Linked DNA regions of Triticum aestivum: region 2 is linked to region 1. Evidence: chromatin contacts called from public Hi-C data. All regions are on one chromosome and are shown on one strand. The core of a region is the stretch at or near the end of the contact, and the rest is flanking DNA. Distances in the headings are between cores, read along the strand shown.

Region 1 (2,670 bases), core at 48-2,547:
CGTTGCAGCGGTGCCTCCAATCGCCGGACAGGCCCTCTCCTGAGCCTCATTGCAGCGGTGCAACATGGACTTATAGTCTCTGTAAACAAACAAAAAGGGACTCGGGACTTATAAGTCCCTGTAAACAAACAGGTAGGGACTTATGACTTATAAGTTGGGACTTAAAAAAGTCCTAGGACTTATGAAACAAACAGGGCCTGAACTTCCAAAATCTCAACCGGATTCTCCAGAATCCTAGTGCAATCCCAAAATCTCAAAATACCTGGTTTCTCCCACAATCTCAGGATTCTGGCAAGTCCCACCAATGAAAACGTTTGGATTTAATAGAGTACCCCTATTGCAGCTGGTTATTACGGCCAAACTGCCACCGAGCCAGCCACGGTAGATACACATAGATTGACAAAGTTGTTGCAAAGATGGATGAATGGATGTATCAATTTGATAAATGGATGTTGCTAGATAGATTTTTTTCTTCAATGCTTACTGTCTACTGGTGCTATTGGTATTGTAAATATTTGCTACTGGATGAATGATGTTGTTAGATTGATGAATGCTGTTGTTAAATGCTAACATGAGAACCTTAAATGGTAATGGTAGATTCTGTTTGAAACAACGAAGTGTTACCAATTCATTAAATGATTTCTCTCGAAGGGCGATACAGACATTTCAGCACACAACTCTTTCTAGAATCTCAAACTACAATCTCAGAAGATAACTCGGTGTTAGATTCTGGGGGAAGTAGATTCTGGGAGAATTTTCCAGAATCTTGATTCTGCAGAATCCTGTGCGAAAAGAACTGGGCCTAAGTCCCTTGTGTTTGGTTTAGGTGGGACTTACAGGGACTTTTTTAAGTCCCTAAACCAATAAGTCCCTGAAACATACACCCTCATAGGCTCGTACACGTCAGTTTGCTTCAAGTTACGGTGGTGTAGCGCACGACGGAAGGCGATGAATAGGAGGTCCTCGTAAAGCTAGCGTGACAATTGGCATTTTGGGAAGCACATGCTCCAAATCCTCGTCCGTTAAGCGCACGAGAAACAACTGCGCGAGAAGTAAAAAAAAAAAGAACAGCGCGAGAAAAGATCATGAAGGTTGATATCGAAAACGAAAACGGGACACAAGCGGACGGAAAGTTGCACCAAAATTACTGCGCTGCCCCTGAACCGCGGCTAATACTAACCGCTGCCCACGGTCAGCCGACCCAACCCCACGGTGGGTATTTCCGTCACGCCCACCTGCTACACGCCACACGCCACACGCGACGCCCTAGCGGAAACAGAAACTTTGTTTGGAAGAAAATAGATAAATCCCCCAAAAATCCGCGATCGCGTCCCTTCTCGCCCCCGCCCGTTCCCCTCCTCCAATTCCCAATCCCAATCCCTCCTCCGCCTATCCGCCCGCTGCTCGTGTTCCATTCCGATTCGATTCGATTCGATTCGTCCAAGCCTCCACCCCGCCGCCGCCGATATCCGAATCCTAGTCCAGTTCGCCCTGCCTCACTCCCCGCCGCCGCGTCGTCGGACTCGAGCCCCGGTGAATCCCCGGAAGTTTTTGCATCTGCTTGCTTATATATGCTTGATTGAAGTATCCTCGGCGGTTGCCGCGGCGAGACGAGGAGTTCCGGCGGATTTGCGTACGGTCTGCTCGGGCTCCACCCCGCCGTTTAGGATTCAGGGGCCGCAGGGTTTCAAATAGGTGCGGCTCTGGTGAACCTTTGGTCGTGGGTTTGAGGCTTGGAGCGATGCCGAGGAGCACGCGACGCAGGTCCCGCAAGCACGACCGGGAGGAGCGGGACAGGTCGGACTCTGACGAGGATCCGCGGCCACGGGAGCAGGAGGATAGGAAGGCGTCCGCCGGCAGGGCCTCCAAGGGCTCGGAGGGCCACGAGAAGCGGCCTGCAAAGCTTCCCAATGCTGGCGAGGCATCAGGTTCTTCGGCCGATGGGCAGAAGAAGAGGAAGAGCAGAGGGGAGAAGGATAATGCCGCCGGGGATGACAGGTGGAGTCACGGCGAAGAAGATGAGAGGGTCAGTTACCATGACTCGAAGAAGTCCAGGAATTCAGACGGTGATGTGAAGGGGAAGTCTGCAAGGAAGTCTAGCAAGGAATATGATAGGTCCAACGAGGTTGTCAGAAGGAAGTCAGATAAAGATACATTATTTTTGGAGGAGCATAGTGGTGGCGAGCATCACCGAGTGAAGGAGAAGGGGAGGGAGCTTGAGGCAGAGAAGTCGAAAGAAAGCAAGCAAGTGTTGATGCTCAAGGAAGACGGTATGGATCAGCAGTATAAGATTGTCAAGGATAGGAGTAAGGATCATGAAAAGGGGAGTGAGGGCAGGCATGATGCATCATTGAAAGCTACGCCAAGAAACAAAGAGGTGAAAACACGAGATTTGGACAGCGATAAAACAAAGAATTATTCTAATGGAGGAACTGATGGTAGGTATTTTTCAGCTTGCTCTTCATAGTTTAAACTCTTTGGTAGCTAGTCATGATGAAGTATCACTTGCTATACTGGCCAAAGCATCATATGGAACATGAAAGCCTATCAGATTGCATAGTTCTTGTTAAGATTTTGGTAACAGAAGGAGAAACTTCAAATGCTTAAGTTACTTATTATAACTTAAAACTAGACTAGAATCTAATATTATATGATATTATGAGTTTATGA
Region 2 (2,670 bases), core at 112-2,611, 480 kb after region 1:
TCGGATGGCCGACCGGTCTTACACTTACCAAGATAGTCAGTTTTTCGCTTTCTCCACTGTGACGCTTTGCCATTCGAGCTGGTTGCGTAATCGCAATAGTTTTCCCTTTACACACTTAGTTGAATGGATCGGAAGCGTAGGGGGTAAGCACAGGAGCCGGACAACCCAACTAACCAAAATCAAGACATCCGAGACGCCGAATAGATACTTTGGACTTGTGGTTGGGCATGAGATTAAAAGCGAAGCCCTTGGTGATGCAAATGACAGTGTGTATGGTGAAAGTATACTTTGGCTCAAAGGCGATAGATACAAGGAAATGCTTAAGGACCTCAAGGGATGGACTTTCTTTATTTCATGTGGTCAAGCCGTACATGCCGAGTTTTGACAAAAGAAACTTGTAAAAGATACAATGAAAAAAAGGAAAAGTAAAGGTGTAAAAACAGGGCGGACATGTTGCTGGGTTTATTAGCCCGAGTCCTTCCCTGTCGCACGTCTGCGTCTCCGTGTTGTTGACCAGCTCGTCTTCGTTGATAGCAAAGTTGATATGGGCTGTCTGCAACCTCGACCGTTCGTTTGCTTGATGCTCTCGTCGGTCGAGTCCTTTAAAGGGGTGTGCGACTGCCGTTTGGTTGGTTTAAGCCATGTGGACATGCCATTTTTTGTATGGGCCTTTTACAGTGCCCTGACGGTGTGCAAGTCCGAAGTGCGTCGCTGGTCGAGCCGATAACGACGCATTATCTACTTCGGCTCATTGGCCGCCCATTAAATTTTTAATGCAAAGTTATGAACCCTAGGAACGTAATACCCTTTTCAGGGGAGGCGAACGAGGATTCCGTGCGCCTATTTGACGCAGGTAGTACGAGGGGGCGAGAGCGGCGGCCGATGAGTGATTCCCACATTGGCCAACCGTGACTCGAATGTTGAATTTTATATTGGCATGTCTGAGTTATAGATTGTGATTTTTTTTTGCTTTGTTGTATTATTGAACTGTGATGAATTTGTGATATAGTATATGATTGACGTGGATGGATTTGAGTATTTTTTTTATACGAGCAGTGTGTAGCTGGCCGACAGGGTATTTGAAGGGCGTTGGGCGCTGTTCAGGGTCGCCGCCCGGGCTGTGTAAAACGAGTGCGCGGGCTGGGATGGTGTCGCCGCGCGTGCGTTAGCGACACCCCTCAAATTGATCGTACTACCTAACCTCAGGCACCACAGGACGTCGGCGGGCAGCTCGTCCGGGAGATCCATGGTCACCGCGCGCGTGACAAGGCGCGTGTTTGCGTCATCTGCGGTGACCGGATTCGGGCGTCCGGTCGATGTAAAACGGAGGCGGCGGCGCTCGGAGCACAGTTCCTTGCGGGTCCGACACGGAGAGAGAGAGAGAGAGCACCCCCAAATCCGAGCAACAGAATCCAATGGCCGAGGGGATCGATTCTCACGTCAGCGCCCGCCACACGGCACGAGCCAGAAGCCCGGAAGAACCCATCCAGATCCGCGCGAAAACTCTGTTTGCCACCCGACCATCTGGCATCTGGCGGCGTTGCGTCGTCTTCCTCTTCCCCACCTCACTCTCCCCCCTCCCTCGCCTCTTCCTGCTATCACTGCTACGAGTTCCGACCCCGACAGGCAACGCGTTCCAAAGTTTTCATTCAAAACCACCCCACCCCCGCACGCCCCACCCACCCAATCCCTCGGACGCCCGGACGGAGGGAACCCGAAATTTTCGGCCCCGCGTCGGCGCGCATCGTCCCTATCCGCCTCCGCCTCCGCCTCCGCCTCGAATCCCCATCTCGGAGTCGAATAATCCCACTCGACCTTAAATCCCTATACTCCGCGCCGCCGGAACCCTAAGGACCCCCAATCCGCCGCCCCGATTCGAGGTTCTAGGGCATCGCGCGCCCCCCACCTCCATGCCCTAGCCGCCGCGGGCGCCAGTGCCATGCTCGCCTCCCGCATCCCGCCCAAGCGCTGCACCGCCGCCGTCCCGTACGAGCTGGAGCCCCCCGCCGCCGCCGCCGAGGGCATGCCGCCCGCCAAGCGCCGCCGGGAGCGCGTCCTGCCCTCACGGTTCAGGGACTCGGCCGTCGCGCCGCCGCCAGCCAAGAAGGCCTGCAAGGCCCCCGCGCCGCCCAAGGTCGAGGACAGGGACGGCGAGGTGTACGAGGTGGAGGTGCGCGCCGTCGCCCCCAAAGGCTCCGCCTTTGGGGCCGTGCAGACCGAGGTGTGGACAGGTGAGCCGGCGCGGACGGAGGAGGAGCTGTACCGGGCGTGCCGGAACATCAGCCGGAGCGGCAGCTCGGGCTGTTTCAGTGGGAGCGTCGTCACTTCCGTCAGCAATGCCGGTGGGAAATGCGCGCCGGAGGAGAGGCCTGTGGTGGGCGCTGTGGCCACGCCCACGAGCAATGCTGCTGCTGGAAATGCCGGACTGGAGGGGAGGTCCCCGGTGGTGGAGTGCAAGCCAAAGCAGGAGGCCGAGGTGAGGAGAGAGGATTTCTACTGGCCGGAGGATTTTGTGCTTGGCGACGTGGTGTGGGCAAGGTCGGGGAAGAAGAGCCCCGCGTGGCCCGCACTGGTGATCAACCCGCTGCAGCACGCCCCGGAGGTTGTGCTCAACTCTTGCGTCCCCGGGGCGCTCTGCGTCATGTTCTTCGGTTACTCTGCCGGCGGCCA

What was found. Hi-C and Micro-C count contacts between places; a contact is called where the count stands out from the background.
Region 2: a Hi-C map of leaf shows a contact between it and region 1, with 4 times the contacts expected there. The contact joins the promoter of LOC123069200 here to the promoter of LOC123069198 in region 1. A contact is called at or near these places in 4 of 5 Hi-C or Micro-C datasets (leaf and root) and 1 of 1 datasets of contacts at active chromatin or transcription factors (leaf).

Annotation. Positions count from the first base shown.
Region 1 is chr3B:169,948,148-169,950,817 of IWGSC CS RefSeq v2.1, forward strand. LOC123069198 reads left to right here and starts at 1,298. Exons shown (of 5, transcript XM_044491983.1): 1 at 1,298-2,438. The coding sequence starts at 1,742.
Region 2 is chr3B:170,432,717-170,435,386 of IWGSC CS RefSeq v2.1, forward strand. LOC123069200 (histone-lysine N-methyltransferase ATX4) reads left to right here and starts at 1,362. Exons shown (of 22, transcript XM_044491985.1): 1 at 1,362-2,670. The coding sequence starts at 1,940.